Linked DNA regions of Mus musculus: region 1 is linked to region 2. Evidence: chromatin contacts called from public promoter capture Hi-C data. All regions are on one chromosome and are shown on one strand. Each heading gives the region's core, a stretch centred on a gene start, on an enhancer-like site or on the middle of the called end of the contact. The rest is flanking DNA. Distances are from core to core; before and after follow the strand shown. Region 1 holds the start of Lrrk1 (leucine-rich repeat kinase 1). Region 2 holds the start of Fan1 (FANCD2/FANCI-associated nuclease 1).

Region 1 (5,210 bases), core at 1,627-4,126, 2.0 Mb before region 2:
TAACTCTAGGCACTACCCTTCACCATAGTACACTAGAGGGTTGCTATTCTTCCATTGTACAATAATGCCTTTAATATGAAATGTTACATTATTTATAATTGGTATCATTAATGTATCTTTTTATAGCTGTAAGTACACGGAGGTAGTGTATTTAACCTTCTGTAATATACTGTACTTAGAAATGAAAATCTATATAATGTTAGATCTCACTTCTTTTAAGGTTTACCCCTGTGGTATGGTTTTTAAATCAATTGGATTGGGGATTTTGATCTTAAGTTCAGATTGTGTGTTCAGCAATGAAAAAATAAAGTTGGACACAGAGAAACATTGATTGTTTTTCATTGGAGGACTAACCCCATTTGAATTCTGTGGCAGGCCCTTCTCTTTCTGAGACTTCTGTGCGATGTGGCTTTTGATAAGACAATGGGAAAATGAAATCACACGCCTCCAGTCGGGCACGCACAGGGCTCTTCTTGATGGTAACGGCCATTTCTACAGTCTTGCATGGTGAAGAGCTCCGTGGCTCACAGGCAAAGTGTAAGGTGCCTTCTATGCTGCCTAAGTTCCTTTTAATCACAAGGCAACAATGGCAAGTGCAGAAAATGAGGATTTGGGGAAAAAAATCCTGTCCCCAAATAGTGGCCATGTGTCTACTTTTGTGACTTTGTCTATGATGATCTAAGGGTCTAGACTTGACTTAGCTGAAGTTCTTAAGGCTTCTAATTGCCAAGAGACATCAGTTACCCGGTTATGACCTGACATTGATGTTGCAGCAGAAACCTTGTGTAGGCCTGGAACGATCAAACTGTGAACTCAGCATTGCAAGACCAGGCCTCTGACACATGTGAAAACATCACCCCCTTAAAATATGGTGCTGGAGGTTGCACCAGAGCTTTCTCAGTAAGCCCCTCTGCTTGTGTTGCTATATTTATGAGCACTTCATATCTGATCCAAATGTGAGCATAGGATGATATTAAAATGACACCTCCTATTGTCTGATTAATTAGAGCACGCCTGCCTGAACAGAACCACTCTAGAGACATGTGTGAGTATGTGTGTATAAGTGTGTGCAGGTGCAATTATATGCATGCACTTGGACACATTCTCTCAAAGAAGACATTATGGGATGTTCTAGTTTCAGCTCTTGGTGGGTGCCTACTTTCTAATGCCTACTAGAATCCTTGTAGCCAACTGTGATTGTAGGTGGAGACCGGAAGAGGGTCTTTAAATTATTGTGTGTGTGTGTGGGGGGGGGAGACATCAAACAAAAGTGAGCATTTGGCTGAATAAAATCGAGTGTCAGAAGACAAAAGGAACAGTTAGCCTCCGCAGTGTCATGCTCATTCAGGGAGGTGGGTGGCTGATCTACCTCTGACCACTGTCTATCAGAGGACCCCTTTGTAGACAGGGTAATTCCAACCTCAGACTGAAAGTCAGGGTGGGATGTGAGCAAACCCAAGAAAAACATGGGTCTGCAGGAATGAAAAAGAAGTGAGAAGGAATTTTAGCTATTCTGTAATTGTCTCCTTTGCAAACTTGTGATTAAAACACACCTACTGGGTACAGTTGAATACTGTGATATGGCCATCTCAAAAAAAGCTCATATATGTGTCGAATATTCCAGACCTTTGTTTGCTCGTTTGTTTGTTTTAAATTGGGCACTTTTCTTAACCTATTTCTAAGATTGTTTAAAGTGGAAAATTTCTTGCCACTTAAGCATAGGCAACACAAGTCCTCTTAGTGTGTGTTGGTCCTGGCTCTAGACATGGACTTCCTTTTAGTAACGCTAGGTGGCAGTGATGTATGTATGCCCTGAAGGCGCCACCAAGCCAGGCTCATTCAAACTGCTGACGCCATGCCTTGCAAATTATTAGGGACTTTTCCATAGCAGTCATGTTGCTGGCCTTGCTAATTGGTCTGAGGACCTCGGTGGTGAGGACAGGATTGCAGAACCCCACCTACATTTTTGTAACAGTGTTCGATGGAGGAAAAGAAGAGCGAACGTAGAAGAGCTGCGAGGTTGTGGCCTTGCCAACTAGGGATACAAACTCCAACTCTAAACAAACACTTGAGGTGTTCCCAAAATATCTCAGGCGGCCCACGGCTTCTCAAATTCTGTGAGCTGCCAGTGAGGCGGTCTGTCAATGTTCTTTGCACTTGGTCTCAGGAATATTCATTCTTACCAGTAAGAAGCACTTCGGTCCAGTACTGATTTTCTACCAAGGATTATCTTTTCTCGGGGAAAACGAGCGGAATCCGAAGCTTGCCTGCTGAGTGTATAGCCGCGTTTGGTTATTAACTTCAGTGGAATCAACTGACAACATTCCACCTCATCGCCACAAGCAGCCAGTCAGGGTGGCATGCTCCTGTAATCCCAGCTACTCCGGAGTTCGAAAATCGAAAAATATTCATCAGCTAGTAATATCTTTGCAAACGTCCATAATTTAAGTTAGCGAACTCGTGTGGTGAAAAAGCGCAGTTTACAAAACATCAACTTTTAAAATGTAGTTTCTGCACCGCTCCATAAAGACCTGCACACACATTAATATTCTCGCTCTCTTAATATTTACAGTCACAGTATATGGCCAGCAAACAGGATAAAAATTAATCTGTTACTCGAGCAGGGTAGGAAAGGCACAACCTTGTCACTGTGCCTGTCCGCAGGGAAGGCAGCAAAGCATTCAAATTTGGAGAGGAGTCCACAAAGTTTCAAGACCCAAGCGTCTACCGAGGCACAAGAGCAGTGAGCTTGGTCACCGACATCTTGCAGCTAGGGAAACCGAGGCAGGCCATCCAGGGGAGGTCGGGGCGGCCGACCCTCTGGCACAGCCCTGCTTCCGCGCCACCCGCCCTCTCCGCCCGCCAGGCGGCCGCAGGATTGAGGAAGTGCGTCTGGCCCCCGGCGGCCAGAGCATTGCAGGGCAGAGTACGGTAGGACCGGCAGGCCCCGGCCCTCTGATGTCGCCGATCCGCGGCTTCCAGACCCTGCCGCCGCAGGTAAGTGCTGCTCCGACCCGCGCCCTGTCCGAGGACCCGAGCGAAGCCCGCACCTTAGATCCAAGCTTTGCCCGCACCACCCCGTCCCGCGCCCGGGTCCCCGCGTGCAGCCGCCGTCGCCTGCTTGTGCCCTGCGTCTCGCCTCGCCCCACAGCTCCTCTCCCCAGCTCAGCACCCCGTACCCCGGGCGACCGCGTGCTCCGGACCCCGGCCTGTGTCCGGGACCCGCAGGTCACAGCTCCGGTGGGCGTCTGGAACTCGGGCTGCCCGGGGTCTCTTCGCTGCCTCTCTGGGCTGCGCAGCGACCCTCGCCCCTTGAAGGGTTAAAGCGAGTGCAGAGCTAGAACCCGGGAGCTGGGGCAGCCGAAAACCAGCCTGGGATCGGAGCGGGGCGGGGGCGGGGAGCCGAGTTCAGAAACAAAAGTAGGAAACACTAGGGAGACTACAAAGTTCTTTTGCGTTTGGAAAAAAAAAAAAAAAAAAAAAAGCCTGACTTTTAACTTGGGAGTGGGGGTGGGGTCTAAGCGTGGGAGTTCGTGGGCGCGAGTGGCTGGAGGCAAAGGCCCAGCGAGGCTCTTCCCGCGCGTGCGGGACAGCCGGGTGGTGCTGGATGGTCTGGAGGTCTTCCCCTGCTCCACGCGTGGGGCATGTTTCTCACCCTGTGGTCCCATCACTTTGCCTATGGGCTCTGTTGCTTGGAGCCAGTGGCAGTCCTTAATGGATGAGAACAAGAATTCCTGGAGGGGCAGTAAGAAAGACAGCAATGGAGAGACTCTAGGGATGCTGACAGCCAGTTCAGTCTGGCTTTTAATAGTTTGAGGCCATTACGTTTTTCTCTTACATGATGCTCATCCCTGCAAAAACCGGAGCAGGATAGATAGGGTCTTAAAGGCAAATTCTCTTAGCAAATTCTCACCAAATAACCTATTTTTGATGAGTTGGTCACTCACACTCACATAGCAGCATCAAAGGACCTACGATTTGTACACTTTGAAAAACTTTAGCATTGAATTCTTTCTGTGATTTGGTTTTCATTGTCCTTGCTCATGTTCCAGAAGAATATAGCATACCAACACCTAATTTGTCCTTAGAGGGGCTTTTCTAGTCAGCCAAACGTTTCCTTCCCCCACACCTACAACAGTCTCCTTAATAGTTTGGATATAATTATTATAACTAACTAAATAAACCAGCTAAGGAGATGGCTCAGTATACAAAGCACTTGCTGATCACGTGTGAGGATCTGAATTCAGATTCAGAATCCGCTTAAAGCCAGATGAGACAAAGGTGCAATCCCAGATGCCCCCACTTCAAGATGGGAGATTCCCTGGAAGCTCACTGGTCAGCTAGCTTTGTGTGGGCAACATGAAGAAGAAGCCTTGTCTCAAACATGGTGCAAAGCAAAGACCAACAGCAGGTCATCTGATGATCTCAACACACACATACGGACGCCACACTCACACACACACACAAACATACAAACAGAGAGAGAGAGAGAGAGGGAGAGAGAGAGAGAGAGATATTAAAAATAAGAAGAACCCTAGAAATCATCCCAGAGTAGTCTTGTTGGCTCCATCCCCAAGTGGGCCCAGTCCATTCCCTTCTTCTGTTTTTGAGACACAACAGGGCTGATGCACATACGAACTCCTACACAGTCCAAATTGCCATGTGCCCCTCCCTCCGCTCTGGATATATCGTATATATTCATTCTTTATTTTAATGTTTCTTTTTAAAATTACGTATACAATATATTTTTTCATATGCTTTTCCCTAGCCCCAACTCCTCCCAGATACTTCTCTTTATGCATCCAACTTGATGTTCATTCTGTCAAAAACAAAACAAAGAATACTAAGGCAAACCAGACAAACAAAAAAGGCACACAAAAATCATGGATCTCTCTCTCTCTCTTCTCTGTCTCTGTCTCTCTGTCTCTGTCTCTGTCTCTCTGTCTCTCTGTCTCTGTCTCTCTCTCTCTCTGTCTCTCTCTCTCTCTCTCTGTGTGTGTGTGTGTGTGTGTGTGTGTGTGTGTGTGTGTGTGAGCGCGCGCGCGCGCGCGTACTAGGCATAGGGCCTACCCTGGAGGCATTCGTATGTGTGTGTGAGGCTGATTCTCCTCATCCCAGCTGGTATCACAGTTGCACATAGCTTCTTGGTTGAGAGGTGGGACTTTGTGCCACTTCCCTTTCTTGGTGCTGGGATTTTTGTCTGGTTTGCA
Region 2 (5,581 bases), core at 1,918-4,417:
AGCTTCAGAGAAGCTCAAACAGTTGACCAAAACGGGCAAGGTGTCCTTGTTAAAGGTAAATAAGGGGAAGCCCGAGGGAGTATGCAGGGTATGCATTGGGCTGTTTCTCAACTAGGATGTCAGAGCTGCCTCTGCACTCTAGAGACATACTACTCAAGGGTGGTCTCAGCATCTTATAGCCTCTCAGATCTTTACAAAAACAGGTCTGGCGGCAAGCTTTCTTCTCTCTTCTTCCCCCTTAAGATACAAGGGTGTTGAAATACTGGAAAATATTTGTTAAGGGAGCTGGTTGAATTCTTGTAGTGGCTTTTCATATTTATGCATTTATTCATTGTTGTAATCATAATGTACTGCTATAGACTTTGGGTTTTCTTACATAACCACATTTTATAACATCTCTGTTTTGTTTTAACTGCAGGATGAACGAAAAGATAAGCCCTTAAAGTCATCTCAGGCATTCTTTTCTAAATTACAAGATCAAGTAAAAATGCAAATTAATGATGCAAAACAGCCTGAGAAGATAAAGAAGAAAAAACAGGACATTTCTGTTCATAAATTAAAGCTGTAATATATTTAAATATAATGTATAAATCTGTAAGTTTCTGTCATCGTTATGTTTTATAATAAAATTCCTGAGCCCTCTCTTAGTTTGTTTCCTGTTGTTTTAATAAAGACCATCACCAAAGTCTCTTGTACAGGAACGGGCTTATTTCATCTTACAGTTTACAGTCCATCACTGAGGGACTCGGAGGCAGGAACTGAATCAAAGACCATGGAGAAACAGTTTACGGGCTTGTTCTCTCTGGCTTTCCCATCTTTCACATACAACACAGCACTATTTCCTAAGGGGTTGTACCGCCCATAGTGGGCCAGGCTTTGCCTTTGTCGGTCATTGGTCCAGGAAATGTCTCACAGACTTCCCTACAGGAGTCTTTAGAGGCATTTTCTTAACTGAGGTCTTTTTTTCCCCTCAAGTTGACAAAAAATAACCCTTATTTGCTTGATGGGAACTGTTTGAGACTTCATGGTGCTGTGGCAAACTTAATTGGAATGCCTTTCTGGGACCAGAGGTGGCGCATACCCATAATGTCGCCACTCTGAAGATGGAGGCTGGAGGATAAGAAATTCAGGATTTTCCTTAGCTCCATAGTGAGTTAGACACCAGCTTGGATCACACTAGACCCTAGAAGAACAAAAACCAAATAATAGAAAGCGTGTGGGTTTTTGTGGTTGTGAAACAGGCCTGAGCTTCCACACCCTCTCCCTGCACTGGTGCTCTCCACTTTCTCACCGTGTTTCCTGCTATGAGAAGCACCCAGAGCCTGCCGCTTTGCTCATAACCAGCTGTCTGTGTACATAGTGCTTTGACTTCTTGATTTTCTTCTCCCACTACTGTGTCTTCTTTCACAAAACAGCACCTTCATGTGTGTGGCTTACACCTTCCCCTGTAGTTTTGGTTTCTTTAAAAATCCAGTTAGGTTATATGAATATGTTTTTGTTTTAATCCCAGGTGTGGGATACGGGGCTGCTTCAGATTATATACAGCTGTGAAATATTACTGTCTTCTGTTGGGGTTAGGGGGATTTTACCAGTTGCAGATAGTTTACTTCTGGGACTCTGGAGAGGGTCTAAATGCCAGAGCCCGGAGAGAGCCTGTGGTAGCTGCTGCTCCCCATGCTCCTGCCTCTGCTGCTGTTGCATCTGCTATTGCTGAATTGCTGGTTTGCTGGACTGCTGGATACTCTGATGAAGAAGGATGGACGACCCTCAGCAACAGAAAGTAGCCTATAGAAGTCTATGCCTCCTTTCCCCTCTAATATTCTTTCCTACCTAGCGTTAGGGAGGTGGAAGGGAGAAGGGTGGAATAAGAGATGGAACTGAGGTAAAGATATGAGAACCTAATGATGTAATACAACAAATACGCCAACATTTTCCCCTTTGTCCATTACGTTTTCTTCTTTCTTCAGTCCCATTTGCTCCGGCCCAAAGATGTATTTACTGTTACATGTAAGTACACTGTAGCTGTCTGCAGACACCCCCAGAAGAGGGCGTCAGATCTCCTAACAGATGGTTGTGAGCCACCATGTGGTTGCTGGGATTTGAACTCAGGACCTTCAGAAGAGCAGTCAGTGCTCTTAACCGCTGAGCCATCTCTTCAGTCCCAGCCATTATATTTTAACACATGAGTTTGGGGGCCATTCTCTGACTATGGCCCCACTAATAGGACATTTAAAAATCTCCCCAAGTTGGTGTTTGTTTCTGAGACAGAGTCACACTATGCAGCCACAAGAAGCCTTGTAGACCAGGCTGCCCTCCATCTCAGATCCGCCTGCTCCTGCCTCCCAAGTGCTGGCATTAAAGGTGTGTATCACCACGCCCAAAAACATCCTAAATTTTATTCAAAATAGGATTTATCTTTTTCCTCTGAATAAATACTTTTGAGTAATTATCTCATCTCCCCACACTTTAAGGTGTTAGTTTTAGCAGTGATTTAACTATTACATAGTTTGTATTTTTGTGGAAATTTTAACAATTTGCTATACCAGGCTCTTGTATGTGCACATAGTTAGGAACTACATTTTAAGTCTAATCGGACTAGTTTTACCTTTAAAGTATATTAATCATGACCATTTCCTGTCATTATTGACCTGATTTATTTGGTTTTTCTATTTATTTTCTCTCTGTTCATCTAACTTTCTCTGGTCCTTCTTTCATGTCAAGTCAAACTAATCATAAAATATTTATCATGATTAGCGTATCATAGCGTTTCATTAATTTTTAGTTGTGTTAGGAATGCTGGGTGAGATGACGGCATGGCTTTAATCCCAGGACTCTGGAGGCACAGGCAGGATGATCTCTGAGTTAGAGGTGATCCTGGTCTACAGAGTGAGTCTGTAGGTCTACAGAGAAACCTTTACTCAAAAAACAAAACAAAAAGGGATTACCACCACAACGGTTAATGTTCTGCTACCTTAGTGTAAAGCTCTTGAGGTAGTAGAGTACAATCATGTCACAGTTTCCTCAGTCTACACACTCCATTTCTCTTTTGGTCCGCCTTCTGCTCGATCACTCTGTCCTCCACTAGCTGAGCCTTGGAGCGAAGACGCGGGGATCGGCTGGGGATGCCTGTAGCGCCTTGCTCTGGCTGGTCCGGGCTGCGCAGAGCGACTGCCCGCCTTGTGGCCCTTTGAGAGCGACTCAGCCTGTTCCGCTGCAGTGAGTTCAGGGGAGTCTGAGCGAGTCAGCGTCCTCTTTTTAAGACAAACGGTTCTTAGAAAGGCCCTGAAAGTAAGTGCAGCTTGGTCCTTCCGAAGCGAGGGACACAGAGCATGCGCGGAGCTGCAGGTCCGCTCCGATCTGTATCCACTTCAGGGTTCTCGTTCCAGAAGTTGCCATTCTACGTTTCAGTTGTCGGCCGACCCCGTAAATGTATAAAAATATTTTTAACTCATGTATTTTATTTTGTAGGAAGAAGTTGAACGAATAACGACATCAAATGCTATTTCACTTTGTATTAGTTCACGGCGAGAGTAAAAGTAACCCTTTAGGGTCCTTCACCTGGGGTGGCCGCTGTATTAACTGATGAGGAGGTAGCAGGGACCCTTTTTTTTTGTTGTTGTTTTTACTAATTCAAGCCAAGTGAATGAAAGTAAAACATTTCGGTCCTTACCTGAGATGACCTGATTTTCTTCTTGGGTCGCCCACTTTCTCTAATAGTCATGCCGTCACAAAGGAAATCACCTGATCAAAAAAGACCCCGTAGAAGCTTATCTACCAGCAAAACTGCAAAAAGCCAGTGTCATTCGATTACTTCGTATTTTAACAGTGCACCACCTGCTAAACTTGCATGTTCAACTTGTCATAAAATGGTGCCCAGGTATGACCTCATTCGGCACCTTGATGAGTCTTGTGCTAACAACGGTGTTGGTGATGACGTTCAAGTAGAGCCTGCTCAGGCTGGATTAATGAGTCCAACTGTGCCTACATCAGATTTACCCAGTGGTCCTTTAGAGAATGTGACACCTCAGAAATTATCACCACCAAAGAGAAGTTTAATTTCTGTCCAATGTGGTTCAAAACTGGGCATACAACAGCAGACCAGTCCCTACTTTAAAGATGCCTTAGTGTCCAAAGATCAAAATGAGCTTCCAAATCAGAGTGTAGAAATTATGCCTTTGGGAAGTCTGACATCGAAATTGTCCAGACGATACTTAAACGCTAAAAAATCACTCGCTAAGAATGAGGGACTAGCCAGTCAGTGCCCACAGACTTCTCCGTCCACACCTGGCACCAGCCTGACTGATAACTGTCCAGAGATGGAAGACAAAGATGAGGTTTTGAACAGTTCCCAAAAGGAAAACATTTATTCATGTGCACCTCTAAAAGAAGAGAATGCTTCAGAACAGAAGGTAAAGAACAATAAAATAACGGGAGATGAAAGCCAGAAAGCTTCCTGCGGGGAGCCAGCCCTCACCCCTGCATCTGCAGAGCATGCTTCCATATTACTGTCCTCAGATTCAACTCTCGTCAGTAACACGAAATCCTCTCCGGGAGACACTCTTGTAAAGCAAGAAAGTGCCAGAAGGGCAGATGTAGGGCTTGCTGAGCCGCTCGAGGTGCGCAGTCACAAAGAAGTACAAATGACTTTCGATGCTGCGGCCAAAACGCTGGTGTCTGGGGAGGCAGAATCAAATGGTCCTACCGATGTTGACATGTCTGACATGACTACGTGGAGTAACAACCAAGAGCTTGTCAGGGAAGCTGGCAGTGTCTTACACTGCCCTCTGGAGCAGGGGTCCAGCTGCGGTGGCCCCAGTGAGACAGCTCAACTGGCACTGAGTCACCCGTACTACCTGCGGAGCTTCCTGGTGGTGCTGCAGGCCCTCCTTGGGAACGAAGAGGACATGAAGCTCTTCGATGAGCAGGAGAAGGCGATTATCACCAGGTTTTACCAGTTGTCAGGTACCTTCGGCCTGTTGGCTTTCAGAGCTTCCTCGTCTGGTTTGTGTGCCATGGGAGGGCCAGTAAGTAGTCTGATGACCACCACGAGGAGTCACTGTGGGAGTACTGCGGGCTGGCTCTCTGTGTCAAGGAGAGGCCCATTTAAAACCAGTTCTTGTGCCTGGTGATATCTGCTGTGCAAACAGTACTTCAGTTACTATGGCAGTAGCTTTCTTTGACCTACCTTTCTTTCTTTCTTTCTTTCTTTCTTTCTTTCTTTCTTTCTTTCCCTTTCTTTCCCTTTCTTTTCTTTTCTTTTCTTTTCTTTTCTTTTGTTCTTTCGTTCTTTTGTTCTGACAGGGTTTCTCTGTGTAGCCCTGCCTGTCCTAGAACTCACTCTGTAGACCAGGCTGGCCTCCTGACCTCAAACTCAGAGATCCCTCTGCCTCCCAAGTGCTGGGTTTAAAGACATGGGCTACCGGCTGGCTAGTGTGTATATGTGTATATTTCTAATAATATATATTTGCCTCATATCTAGAAGTAAATGGAATCTGTATGTTTTTTTAGAAGAAAGTTAATAAATTTTTTTGCTGTTTTTTTTTTTTTCTTGCCTTTGTTGCAGCTAGTGGTCAAAAGTTGT

What was found. Promoter capture Hi-C pulls out the DNA fragments that hold promoters and counts their contacts.
Region 1: a contact with region 2 is called in a promoter capture Hi-C map of pre-B cells, with 4 times the contacts expected there. The contact joins the promoter of Lrrk1 here to the promoter of Fan1 in region 2.

Annotation. Positions count from the first base shown.
Region 1 is chr7:66,386,007-66,391,216 of GRCm38.p6, reverse strand. Lrrk1 (leucine-rich repeat kinase 1) reads left to right here and starts at 2,876. Exons shown (of 34, transcript NM_146191.3): 1 at 2,876-2,997. Aldh1a3 (aldehyde dehydrogenase family 1, subfamily A3) reads left to right here. Exons shown (of 13, transcript NM_053080.3): 13 at 1-325.
Region 2 is chr7:64,371,642-64,377,222 of GRCm38.p6, reverse strand. It overlaps Fan1 (FANCD2/FANCI-associated nuclease 1), which reads left to right and starts at 3,167. Exons shown (of 14, transcript NM_177893.4): 1 at 3,167-3,288; 2 at 3,469-4,962; 3 at 5,564-5,581. The coding sequence starts at 3,720. Mphosph10 (M-phase phosphoprotein 10 (U3 small nucleolar ribonucleoprotein)) reads left to right here. Exons shown (of 11, transcript NM_026483.2): 10 at 1-55; 11 at 419-682. The coding sequence ends at 568.